Regions from separate parts of the Ovis aries genome. Here region 2 is linked to region 1. Evidence: chromatin contacts called from public Hi-C data. All regions are on one chromosome and are shown on one strand. The core of a region is the stretch at or near the end of the contact, and the rest is flanking DNA. Distances in the headings are between cores, read along the strand shown. Region 1 holds the start of PCM1 (pericentriolar material 1). Region 2 overlaps PDGFRL (platelet derived growth factor receptor like).

Region 1 (6,711 bases), core at 2,880-5,379:
TCCTTGTCACTGATACCTCCCTAGGCAAATCTATACATCCTGCTATAACCAATCCCAATCTTCAATGCCATTCCATCCCATACTCTCCACTCATAACAGCTCTTCCTGTGATTCCTTTCCACTGGACCACTACAAACTCACTCCCTATTATACAACCTTGATCTATTCCCAAACATTCCTCCTACTTCTTTGGCTTCATTAAAATCCCAAACCACTCTGAAAGCACTATTTCCTTAGAAATCCTTTCTAGATGTTACTCTTCCTAGTCTCTCAGATTCATGGGGAAAGAATATCATTTACAGACTATTCTTATTTAACAATGCTTAGCCTTCCTCTTTTGAACAAATTAACCATCAAAAACACCACTCCCCCTATCTTGGGTACCATTTCCTACTGTTCACCCCAAGACAGTCTTACACTTTTAACTGGCTTGTGGTTTTCACTCTCCACGTTACTCTCTGCTTTCATGACCCGAGCATTTGTAATGATTTTTCTAAGACTCTGACCTCAGTTACAACATCCATCTCATCTGCTCTATTCCAATACTATTTCTACTCTGGACAGATAATTTGTTCAACATCCTAAACTTCTGAAATACCTCTTTCTGAACCTAAGTCCTTGCATTCTGTTTTGTCTCACCTGCTCATTCCTGCTGAATTTACCCCTTGGCCCTGCTGAATACCTCCTGTCCCTTGATCATTTTCCTTTCCAAGAATCCATTCACTTCTCACTTTCTTACTTAACCCATGAATGCCACTTCCAAAAATGCCTTGCTAGCATCCTTGGCCTCCTCATCAATTTGCCCATTTTATCAACTCAATTTTTTATAAACCTCATTTCTCGTTCTTTCTGTTTGTACTCTCAAAACTGTCAAATTATAAAATGGCATTGACTGTGTCCACTATTAAGGTATACTACACATTGACACTTTCAAAATGTAGGTTTACTCCTTGAGGCAAGGCACTTTACCTGTTTTGCTCACTGCCCTATCTCTAGGTCTTTGTAGCCATGAAGTCACACATTGTATGCACTCAGTTAAATTTGTATGATGAATGTACTGCTATGTTACCCTTTTCTGGCTTCTTAATAAATTCCCTAGTGTGATTACTCTGAACACTCTATTTTTCCCAAATCTCATACATTTACCTCTTTTCCAACAAATGGCCAAATCTCCTATTAAGAAAACCAAGGTCTTTTAAAGCAAGTTTAACTCAACTGCTTTGTATTTTTATTCTATTTTATCCATCTTCGCTAAAGTGTTAAAAGGAAAATTATTTGTGACTGATTTTACAACTTTTTATTTTACCAAATACTCCAGTGTTAAAGACTCTAAAACACAGACTCATATCTGACATTTCCTTTGAGTTCTATTTTTCTTTCAACCAATAGAAAAAGATACCAAGAAGTACAATTAAGATATAAATCAATGGCCAATCTATATTCTTATGATAACCTATTGCATAAGTGTGTTGAAGATTTGTCTGCCTTCCTAGAAAGCAAGGATATATTCATCATATTTTGAGACTTAGGCTGTCTTCAAAATTTTAACAGGAGAACTAAATTGTCTGAAATCTTTAAAAGAGTAATTATTGCTAAAACGGTTCTAACAAAAATTTCTTCTAATCCTCATGCTCTAGTCATTTAATTTCTAAATTGTCCTTAACAAACAATTTCTTAACTTTCCCTCAGTGAACTGAACTTGACTTCTGCTGGTCAGAGAGTATCTTTACGTAACCAGCATTTGAGAATGCCCTGTGTATAGAAACTAAAGTTTAAAGTAAGTTTAGACAACTGAAACTAACAAACTTCAATCGACAGTATACATAAGCTCAAAACGTAGAGGAGTTTGTGAATAAAAAATAAGAACAGCCAATTAATAGAAAAGTTGTACCAGATGACTTAAGAGTAAATGAATTGGGAACAAGAGGCTATCCAAATAGTTGCTACAGGAAACATTCAAACTCAAATGAGCAGATGAAGAAACTGTGAAGACAAAGACATTTTTAAAAATGTTACATAAACTATCGCAGCATTTAGTAATTACGAATGACATGGCTCTTTTCAAACGAAAGTATGAAGACAGACCAAAGTGGCACACCAAAAAGCAGGCCAAACAGGGCAGCAAACCTAGGCCGTTGGTTTACTACAGGCACTGGTATTTTATAACAGTATTCAGCATCAAGTCTTCTTCAAATGGAACACAAAAGCCAATAACATATGCAATGATGTCAAATTACCTGTTTAAAATCTAGTTTTCGTAGCTCAGAAACAGCTCCCTTCCTGCTTCACACTTCAAAGCTGTTGTGTGCTTATGATTTAAAAAAAAAGAAAATCATTTTAGCCCATTTCACTGTGATGTACAGAATACCAAATAGTATTTATAACCTAAAGTGTGCTCAGAAAATCAACAGAAAAGGAAAAATCCAATTAATCAATATTTTAAATTCAACGTACTTTAATTCTTTAGGAAAACAAGGCAATCAACAGGTTTAAATCCTCCAAACCTGTTAAGAGCCTACCAAACAGCACTGTGATACCTTAATATCTACTTGGGAATACAATGAAATTATAATGTAAAAACACTATAATGCAATCATCATACAAATTTCTCCATCAATGTTAAAATCGAAGCAAAAGATTACTCTTTCAGATTGACCCAGTCATTAACTTCCTGTCACGCAAAACTATTCCAGAACTTTGCATCCCCGTTGATGAGGACATTTTTTTATTTAAAAGCTAGCAACTTCGTTAAAAAATAACTGTCACTACAGAAACGCAAGGTTTACATTTCAGTTCAAAAACTCAGAATTACAATGGTTTCTAGCGGCTCTATCTGGGAAGGTGTTAGGGAAAGAAAGAAGCAGGTGCACCCAGAGCTTTACACACCACCCACTCCAGTAACCAGAGAATAGCACAAGGCGGAGTCTGGAAGGCAGTTATGGGGCGGGGGTGGAAGGGGCGCCCAGAAACCCCGCTTCCTCCAGCGTCAAAACACGATCCGTCACCCGGAGAGCCCCCGCCACAGACCTCGAATTGGTGAAATATATAATATATATATATATATATATATATATATACCCCCCCCCTAAGATAGGATGAGCTCTAGAGGAATGAGCCGCGGGGCTTAAAAGTTTGGAGGCCCCGCCTCCCCAGCGGGGCCTACGACCTAATCCCCAAACACTCGTTTCTGCAGAGCAAGCAACGTTCCTCGAATCCATTTGGCCTTTAGTATTTCGCCCATCCAAACTGGACCTGCAGTAAGGGATGGCGAAGGGGCGCCGCGGGAGGGCGGAGGGAAGCGCGGTGAAATTAGCATTCGCCTCGCCAGTAGGAACCCCAAAGTCAGGAACGCCTCCCCCGGCCCTTCTGCTCTAAAACGCCCGGGACGGCGTCAATCCTGCCGCTCACGGCCCAACCCCAAAGTCGCATCGCTCCTAACCCGCTCTTCTCCACTCCAAATTCTGGAGCTCGAGAGCCCCACGGAACGGAATTTGGGCGGTAGGGTAGAAGAGGCGCAGATTATGGCCCACTAAGGCTCCTTGCTATGGAAAACGAGACGCCCCCTCCCAACCAAACCGTAACCCCGACGCCGCTTCCTCTACTTGCGAGGGACATTCCTGGGGCGCCCGAGTCCCCAGGGCGGCCTCCTCCCCGGGGCCAGCAAGAGGGGCGGGGAGGCAACCAGGGGGTCCTGCAGTCGCCGACGCGTCCCTAGATGCTCACCCCAAGATCAGCATCGCTCGGTCCGGGGGAAGGGGCAATCGGCCCGCCCAGGGGACGGGAAGCAAGCAGCAACGAGCCCCACCAGAGGCGCGGGCCTGAGGCCAGGCTCTCCAGGATCAAGTGTCCCAGGGCCGTTGCTCTCCCGCCCCGGCGCCGCTCTGCCCTCGGTTGCCAAGGGCTGGGAACACGCAGGCATTACCTGTAAACGAAGCAGCCGCTCCTGCCAAAGGCAGAGTAGCGGTCAGCGCCCCCGAGACCCGCCACCGGCAGCGGGCCGCCCTTAGAGACCGCAGCAGGGAGAAGCCCCAAGTTCCCTGGCTGCTTAAGGGCCCAATGGCCGCCTCGTCTACCTCAGCTCCTCAGCGCCAACCGCCGCAGCCACCGCCATCTTAGGATCTCATTGTGGTGGGAGAAGAGGGGCGGGGGGACTGCAGAGGGGGCAACGCGCCGGGAGACATGCGCCGTCTCCTCGGCAACGGCCGCACGGGGGCGAAACTCGCCCGGGCGGGAGCCGCAGTGCGATCCGCGCGCTAGACCGGAGTCATGTGACCCGCTGGAGTCGGTGGTGTCACCTCGCGCTCCGGAGCCCGGTGTCGAGTCTACAAACGAACCACCAGAAACTACATATCCCAGAATGCCAGCTCGATCTCGGGTTACACGCTCCCGCTCGTTCGCCGAGACGGATGTGACTACGAATCCCAGCATGCTGTGCACTTCCGGCTCCTCCACAAGGAGGGCGAGGCCTCTGAGGAAGTGGTTGGAGACCGGCCTTGGCAGATGGAAAAGGAGCGGAGGCGCGATCTCGTTTTCCTTGGGGCGGGGGATGGGGAGGGAGATGTCAGCCCCTGGAAGTGTCGGAAGAAGGAGAGAGACCAGAAACTGGGGTCGCTCTCCACCCATATGTGGGTCGGGAATGGATGGAACCAAAAGGGCCTTTACAATCTGGGCCTAATTTTACACCTGAGGAGATAAACCCACGCAAGTTTATTAGCCGAAATCGTCCATTTGGTCAGTGGGAGCATCATCAGTCAGTAATTAATGCCAGCTTGAATTCATGCCCTGCTGGTCTTAGAAGAGCCAGATGATTTTCATCAAAATTGAATCTCAAGAAATGTTATCTGAAACTATAGTCTCTGAATTCCCTGTGTATATACTCTCTTCTCTCACCAGCGACACTGTTAAGGTTAGTAATACATTGACAGGTTCTCTCGTAAACCCCCCAAAATGAGTAAAGTGATAGTTAAGGTCTTCGGTGTGACTAACTGAAAGCTTTAAACATTGCTCAGTTTTTCTTGCGTACGAGAGCATTTTATTTTTCGACAGTTTGCAGATGCGGGATAGTTTTGTTTTAAGCAAGATAAGGGTAGGAGGAATGAAGAATACGCACCTGAGTTCCAAGAGCAAATTGTTCTCAGTTCAGTTCAGTCGCTCAGTCGCGTCCGACTCTTTGCTACCCCATGAATCGCAGCACGCCAGGCCTCCCTGTCCATCACCAACTCCTGGAGTTCACTCAGACTCACGTCCATCGAGTTAGTGATGCCATCCAGCCATCTCATCCTCGGTCGTCCCCTTCTCCTCCTGCCCCCAATCCCTCCCAACATCAGAGTCTTTTCCAACGAGTCAACTCTTCGCATGAGGTGGCCAAAGTACTGGAGTTTCAGCTTTAGCATCATTCCTTCCAAAGAAATCCCAGGGCTGATCTTCAGAATGGACTGGTTGGATCTCCTTGCAGTCCAAGGGACTCTCAAGAGTCTTCTCCAACACCACAGTTCAAAAGCATCAATTCTTGGGCGCTCAGTCACCAATAAAAATTGTTCGCAAAACAGATTAGTAGAACTGCATGTCAATACATAATTCAGATAAATAAAGCCCTTCCTGCTACTGTAATTTGGAACTGAATCTAGGTTCAATTTCAGTGCAGTGATCTTTGACACTTCGTCATACATTTTTAAGTACATTATTTAGGTAACAAAAACTTAGTCCCTGCCCTTTGAGAGGTATTTTATTGAATGATGAAGAAATAAGGTATGATGTAAATAAATTCTTTTTATAAGAAAGTGCTGTGAGAACTCACACCACCGATGGGATAATGGATTAGGTATTTACTCTAGCCCACTAAAACCTTGGGCAAGTTAACTTTTCTGAGCTTCAGCTGCCGCATCCATGAAATGAGGGACAAGAGCTAGTAACGTTGCCTACCTTGGAAGGCTTCCCCCGCCCCTTCTTAAAGTAATGTTAATTCTGTACTGGACAGCGGTTCCAGCATTTCATCTGTTGTAATTTTTTCAATTCTCACAACTGTTATGAAGATAACTGGTTCTTCGTCAGTTCCATTTTACTAATGAGAGGTTAAATAAATCGTCAAAATTCGGCTCCAAATGGGAGAGCCCAGGTTTAAACTGAGGTCTACTGTCCCCTTGAAAGAATTTTTTAATTAAGAAAATGCACGGAAAAAAAAAAAATAAGCCGTCATCATCACCATTTTGTTTTATACCTATAATAACATATATGCATAAAACAAAATGGTGATAGAAGCTACTGGCATTGAAACAATTCAAATGAATTCAAAAGCACTACTGAAATTGTGGTCATTATTTTTTATATTTTTTTTAAATTTATGAACCCTAATAAAAGGTTAATACTCTTATATCTGGTGGTGGGAGGAGCCTGAGAAATGTTTATATTAAAATTGGGACCTCAAAATAAGTATGGGCAGTGGACAGAGGAAAGAACCCCAAAATGATGAAATTATCCCCAATTTCTAAAAACTTCACATCTAATTTAGAAAGCAATGATGCAAATAAACCAGTTTAGTATCAGTAGTGTTAGTGTATGAATATGGCAAATAAATGATACAGTAAGTGCTTTAGGAATGCAGAGAAAGAGTATGTTCTATTAAATGCATGCATGCTTAGCCATTCAGTTGTGTCTGACTCTGTGACCCTCTGGGCCGGTGGTAGCCCACCAGGCTCCTCTGTCCATGGGATT
Region 2 (6,711 bases), core at 2,860-5,359, 340 kb after region 1:
AGAGTCCCTTGGACTGCAAGGAGATCCAACCAGTCCATCCTAAAGGAAATCAGTCCTGAATATTCATTGGAAGGACTGATGTTGAAGCTGAAACACCAATACTTTGGCCACTTGAGGCAAAGAACTGATTAATTGGAAAAGAACCTGATGCTGGGAAAGATTGAAGGCAGGAGGAGAAGGGGACAACAGAGGATAAGGTGGTTGGATGGCATCACCGACTCAATGGACATGAATTTGAGTAAACCCCGGGAGCTGGTGATGGACAGGGAAGCCTGGCGTGCTGCAGTCCATAGGGTTGCAAAGAGTTGGACATGACTGAGCGACTGAAGTGAACTGAAGAATTACCATCAAATGTAATTTATGGCATTCCTGCAGTGCTTTTGGTTTGATGCACTGATGTTGTTACCATCATCTTACTCTATTTTAATGTTGTGCAGCATATCTGGGAAAACCAAACCTGGACTTAACCAGAATGCTCAAGAAATGAAATGTTTCAGTTCAGTTCAGTTCAGTTCAGTCGCTCAGTCATGTCCGACTCTTTGCGACCCCATGAGTTGCAGCATGCCAGGCCTCTCTGTCCATCACCATCTCCTGGAGTTCACTCAGACTCACGTCCATCAAGTCCGTATGCCATCCAGCCATCTCATCCTCTGTCGTCCCCTTCTCCTCCTGCCCCCAATCCCTCCCAGCATCAGACTCTTTTCCAATGAGTCAACTCTTCGCATGAGGTGGCCAAAGTCCTGGAGCTTCAGCTTTAGCATCATTCCTTCCAAAGAAATCCCAGGGCTGATCTCCTTCAGAATGGACTGGTTGGGTCTCCTTGCAGTCCAAGGGACCCTCAAGAGTCTTTTCCAACACCACAGTTCAAACGCATCAATTCTTCGGCGCTCAGCCTTCTTCACAGTCCAGCTCTCACATCCATAGATGACCACAGGAAAAACCATAGCCTTGACTAGGCGGACCTTAGTCGGCAAAGTAATGTCTCTGCTTTTGAATGTACTATCTAGGTTGGTCATAACTTTTCTTCCAAGGAGTAAGCATCTTTTAATTTCATGACTGCAGTCACCATCTGCAGTGATTTTGGAGCCCAAAAAATAAAGTCTGACACTGTTTCTACTGTTTCCCCATATATTTCCCGTGAAGTGATGGGACCGGATGCCATGATCTTCGTTTTCTGAATGTTGAGCTTTAAGCTAACTTTTTCACTCTCCTCTTTCACTTTCATCAAGAGGCTTTTGAGTTCCTCTTCACTTTCTGCCATAAGGGTTGTGTCATCTGCATATCTGAGGTTATTGCTATTTCTCCCGGCAATCTGGATTCCAGCTTGTGTTTCTTCCAGTCCAGCGTTTCTCATGATATACTCTGCATAGAAGTTAAATAAGCAGGGTGATAATATATAGCCTTGACGTACTCCTTTTCCTATTTGCAACCAGTCTGTTGTTCCATGTCCAGTTCTAACTGTTGCTTCCTGACCTGCATACAAATTTCTCAAGAGGCAGGTCAGGTGGTCTGTATTCCCATCTCTTTCAGAATTTTCCACAGTTTATTGTGATCCACACAGTCAAAGGCTTTGGCATAGTCAAGAAAGCAGAAATAGATGTTTTTCTGGAACTCTCTTGCTTTTTCCATGATCCAGCGGATGTTGGCAATCTGATCTCTGGTTCCTCTGCCTTTTCTAAAACCAGCTTGAACATCAGGGAGTTCATGGTTCATGTATTGCTGAAGCCTGGCTTGGAGAATTTTGAGCATTACTTTCCTAGCATGTGAGATGAGTGCAGTTTTGCGGTAGTTTGAGCATTCTTTGGCATTGCCTTTCTTTGGAATTGGAATGAAAACTGACCTTTTCCAGTCCTGTGGCCACTGCTGAGTTTTCCAAACTTGCTGGCATATTGAGTGCAGCACTTTCACAGCATCATCTTTCAGGATTTGAAACAGCTCAACTAGAATTCTATCACCTCCACTAGCTTTGTTCGTAGTGATGCTTTCTAAGGCCCACTTGACTTCACATCCAAGATGTCTGGCTCTAGATTGGTGATCACATCATCATGATTATCTGGGTCATGAAGATCTTTTTGTACAGTTCTTCCGTGTATTCTTGCCACCTCTTCTTAATATCTTCTGCTTCTGTCAGGTCCAGACCATTTCTGTCCTTTATTGAGCCCATCTTTGCATGAAATGTGCCCTTGGTATCTCTAATTTTCTTGAAGAGATCTCTAGTCTTTCCCATTCTGTTCTTTTCCTCTATTTCTTTGCATTGATCGCTGAAGAAGGCTTTCTTATCTCTTCTTGCTATGAAATGTTTCGGTTCTCTTAAAATAAGATCAGAGACTTCCCTGGCAGTCAAGTGGGTAAGACTCCACACTCCCAATGCAGGGGACACAGGTTCAATCCCTGGTCAGGGAAGTTAGATCTTGCATGCCACCACCTCCTCAAACTGAGTAATGTACTTCAACCCACCATGATGACCAGGAGCCTAAGGACAGCTGCAGTACCACAAGACAGTGAGTGCGGTGTTCCGCGTTGTTATGGGTGTTGAGGGTGTGTATGAGATGGAAACACACGCCTGAAACAATTTTTAAAGGCAAGTTTCCTGAAAACCTGGCTGTTTTCTTGTGATCTACCTCCTTCGGGTACAGTGTTGGGAATAAAAATAGCTCCTCCTTACTGAGATGGCTTAGCACATGCGCCCCTGCTCCACTTGTGTGACCTCATCTATCCTGACAACATCGAGGCTGGTTCTGTCAGCGCTCTCTTCTTCCCCTGCCCCCACTCACGCCCTGAATGGAGCAGGCCATGTTTTCCTGCAGCCTGAACACTGTTGGAACAAGGAGTGCACCCAGGGAAGTCTCGCATCCCGTCCCGCCCCACCGATCCGTCTCTGGGGAGACGCTGGCAGGCCTGGTGCTGGAGCCATCAAGTCTGAGAAGAGAGGGCTCTACCTCTAGGGCAGGATAAGTCATTTGTTTTGAACCCAGTGGCTTTCTGGGGGTAGAAATTCATCTGAAGGTAAATATCAGAGCTTGGCTGAAACACAGACTTTCGATCCCTCCACAGCAGACTGGACCCAAAGGGTGCTTCCAGACAAGCACAAAAGCAAAGGGTCGGGACACCAAGATTTTCATGGAACCTCATAATACCTCGTCTGTTCTCGGAAAATTAAGTGAAACGAGCACTGAAGGAACGTGAGTTTGAATTGAAAAAGACTTGTGTAAGCGTATAAAATAGATAACAGATGGGAATCCGCTGTGCGGCACAGGAAACTACTCAGGGCTCTGTGGTGACCTAGATGGGAAGGAAATCCAAAACAGAGGGGATGTATATATACATGTAGCTGACGCACTTTGCTCTACAGTAGGAGCTAACACAGCATTGTAAAGCAAGTATATTCCAATCAAAAATTTTTAAGAACGACACGTGCACGACAGTTTGAATGTATTCACTCCCATGGAACTGCGTATGCAAAAATGCTTCAAGTGGTAGATTTTGTGTTTGCCAAATATAAGTGTCAAACTGTTTGGCAAACATAGAGGAATAAAATAAAATAAATCAAAGGGAAAAAAAAATCAAACCAAAATAAACTGAAGGGGAAAAACAAAAGACCTCCTCCTCAGCGCAGGCCCAGAGTAAAAAAGACAACATTTACTCAAGCTTGTGCAGATTCTTTCTCAACAGTGGGCTGTTTCTGAACACTTCTTAAGATCTTTCTCTTTTGAAATGCCCCCAGACCACTCCTCCAGGCTTCTGGGAGCAGGATTAGACTGGCCGGGAGCCCACAGTCCGCTTCCTCGGTCCACCCTCCCTTTGTGTCGTCTGTGGGTGGATAAACCGCTGCTGGCTCAGGCCAAGCCAACACCCAGATGCCTGCCCTTCTCTCCAGAAGCTATTTATTGTTTTTAGAGGAACCAGCCATCAAAGAGATCTCCTGTTCTCCACCCACTCCTCCGAACTTACAGTCCTTGACTGAAAAATGCTAACATCCGACCAGACACCAGAGACATCCTGAAAGACGATGCCAGGACCTGATTTTCCAGACAGCAGCCTCAGCTTGCTTTATGGGCGCCCCAGTCAGCCTTGTTTTCACTGCTGTGACCTTGCTCACTGTCTAGCCCAAATCTCCAGCGTCTCCCCACTCCTACCCAGCATGGATTGGTATCCCAGCCATCCTCTGGGTCACTTATCCTAAGCTGCTTCTTATTTTCTTCCTTGGCTCAGTACTGTGCCAAGAATTCCCCGGCTCTAAACTCAGCGAGTGTGTTTTGACAAGATTGAAGAAATGTTTCCAGAGAAGATGGAAATGGATGGGGTTAATCGCTCAACCAGAGGTTTCATCACACAGTCCAGGACATTCTTCTGTTAATGTTCTTTATATTATCAACAAAATGGAAGCAAAAATCAAATATTTAATATATATATGTGCTGTGCTGTGCTTAGTTGCTCAGTCAGGTCTGACTCTCTATGACCCCGTGGACTGTAGCCCACCAGGCTCCTCTGTCCGTGGGATTCTCCAGGCAAGAATACTGGAGTTGGTTGCCATGCCCTCCTCCAGGGGATCTTCCCGACCCAGGGATCAAACCCAGGTCTCCGGCATCACAGGCAGATTCTTTACTGTCTGAGCCACCAGGGAAGACCATATATATAACAAATACATATGAGTTCCAAGGGTATGTCTCTAGACCCCAGTTGCTGGAAAACAGGTCAGGGTGCTGCAGGGTGGATGGGTCCGCCTGAGCCTGAGCTGTGATGCTGTCTTTTCCTAGGAGGCCATGAGACGGAAGAGCCCGCACCCCACGCTGTATACCCTTCTGTGCTTTCTAAGTGTGTCTGTTTTAGTTAATGGTTCACAAAGGCCCTGAGACGTCACACGAAATCCTCAGCATGGCAGACAAAGCCCTCCCTGGTCTGAGTTTGGCTCACCAGGCAGCATCCTCTCAACCTTGCTCACCTCCTTTCTCCTCCCCTGGCCAGAGTCCCCCCATCTGTGCACCCCCATTCAGCGCTCCTGGGGCCGCACACTTTCTCAGCTAGAGGAAGCGCCTCGTGCTGCTCCCCCATTCTGGAACTTTCTGACATTCCTCTTCTAGCCCCTTCATTACCCGGTAGAACTCTCAGCCTTCACACATGAGCCCCAGTTTTCTCCTCCTGGATCCTGTACTTCTGCAGGCAAGGCATTCACACAGCTGTATGTTAAACTTGGTTTTTAAGTTTGAGATTAGCAGATGCAAACTATTATGTAGAGAATGGATATACAGCAAGGTCCTACTGAATAGTACAAAGGACTATATTCAATATCCTGTGATAAACCATCATGGAAAATATAAGAAAAGGATGTGTGTGTGTGTGTGTGTGTGTGTGTGTGTGTGTGTGTGTGTATCTGAATCACTTTGCTTTACAGCAGAAACAAATACAACATTGTAAATCAACTATACTTCAATTAAAAAAAGACAATGCAAAAAAAGTAAAATTGTTTTTTTAACAGTCTGTCATCTTTTAAGACTAAAAGCTGTGCGAATATACAGGTTGTTTATCTTGCTCACCATCATACCTGTAGTGTCTGCCTAGCACAGGACCTTAAACACCACAGATGCAAAAAAATAATCCTTGTTGGAAGGGAGGAACAAAATTAAGAAAGGGAGAGGTGGGAAGGTGCATGGAAAGCAGGAGAGCTGGAAATGGGTAAGGACGAGGAATCAGGAAACAGAGCAACTATTGTCAAAAAATATCTTTGCTGCTTCTGATCTCAAAAGAACAGTGGAGATCTGAGCGGCTGGGATCGACTGAGTCAGAAACTCAAGTCTGAATTGGCTTCAGCGCCTGGACACACAGACTCTTCGGCACATTCCTCACTCAGAAGGACTCAGAGTTGTCAATGAACTTATATGGTGTGAGCTTATATTTAAAATGCCCACCCCTTTTTGCTTGTTGGTAAATTGAATTCTTTACTGATTAACATAGAACTTGAAACTGTGACCGCTGAATTGCCTGAAAGGATGAGAGAACTTGTGTGAAGGCACAAAGAGTACAATTATTTCACCTAATCCCTCATTAGACCATGGCATCCCGTCCCATCATTTCATGGCATATAGATGGGGAAACAAGGGAAACAGTGAAAGACTTTATTTTCTTAGGCTCCAAAATCACTGCAGACAGTGAATGCAGCCATAAAATTAAAAGACACTTGCTCCTTGCAATAAAAGCTATGACAAACCTAGCAGCGTATTAAAAAGCAGAAACACTACTTTGCCAACAAAGGTCTGTTGAGTCAAAGCTATGGTTTTTCCAGTAGTCATGTATGGATATGAGAGTTGGACCATTAAAGAAGGTGGAGTGCTGAAGAACTGATGCTTTTGAACTGTGGTGCTGGAGAAGACTCTTGAGAGTCCCTTGGACTGCAAGGAGATCCAATCAGTACATACTAAAGGAAATAAGTCCTAAATATTCATTGGAAGGACTGATGCTGAAGCTCCAATCCTTTGGCCACCTGATTCAAAGAGCTGACTCATTGGGAAAGAGCCCAATGCTGGGAAAGATTGAAGGCAGGAGGAGAAGAGGACGACAGAGGATGAGATGGTTCGACTCAATGGACATGAGTTTGAGCAAGCTCTGGGAGTCAGTGATGGACAGGGAGGCCTGGCGTGCTGCAGTCCATTGGGTCGCAAATAGTCAGGATTGAGCGACTGAACAACAAATCCCTCATTAGAAATGTCTCTTTTA

Evidence for each region. Hi-C and Micro-C count contacts between places; a contact is called where the count stands out from the background.
Region 2: a Hi-C map of omental adipose tissue shows a contact between it and region 1, with 3 times the contacts expected there. The contact joins the enhancer-like site here to the promoter of PCM1 in region 1. A contact is called at or near these places in 7 of 16 Hi-C or Micro-C datasets (hypothalamus, liver, muscle and 3 more).

What each region holds. Positions count from the first base shown.
Region 1 is chr26:18,513,264-18,519,974 of ARS-UI_Ramb_v3.0, forward strand. PCM1 (pericentriolar material 1) reads right to left here and starts at 4,130. Exons shown (of 40, transcript XM_060407013.1): 1 at 3,923-4,130; 2 at 2,238-2,308.
Region 2 is chr26:18,851,087-18,857,797 of ARS-UI_Ramb_v3.0, forward strand. All of the region lies in intron 2 of PDGFRL (platelet derived growth factor receptor like), which reads right to left. Among named protein-coding and RNA genes, the nearest start is that of PDGFRL, 38 kb to the right of the region's middle. Within about 2 kb of position 4,110, at least 8 of the 54 cell types and tissues checked have an H3K27ac peak or open chromatin away from gene starts, as enhancers often do.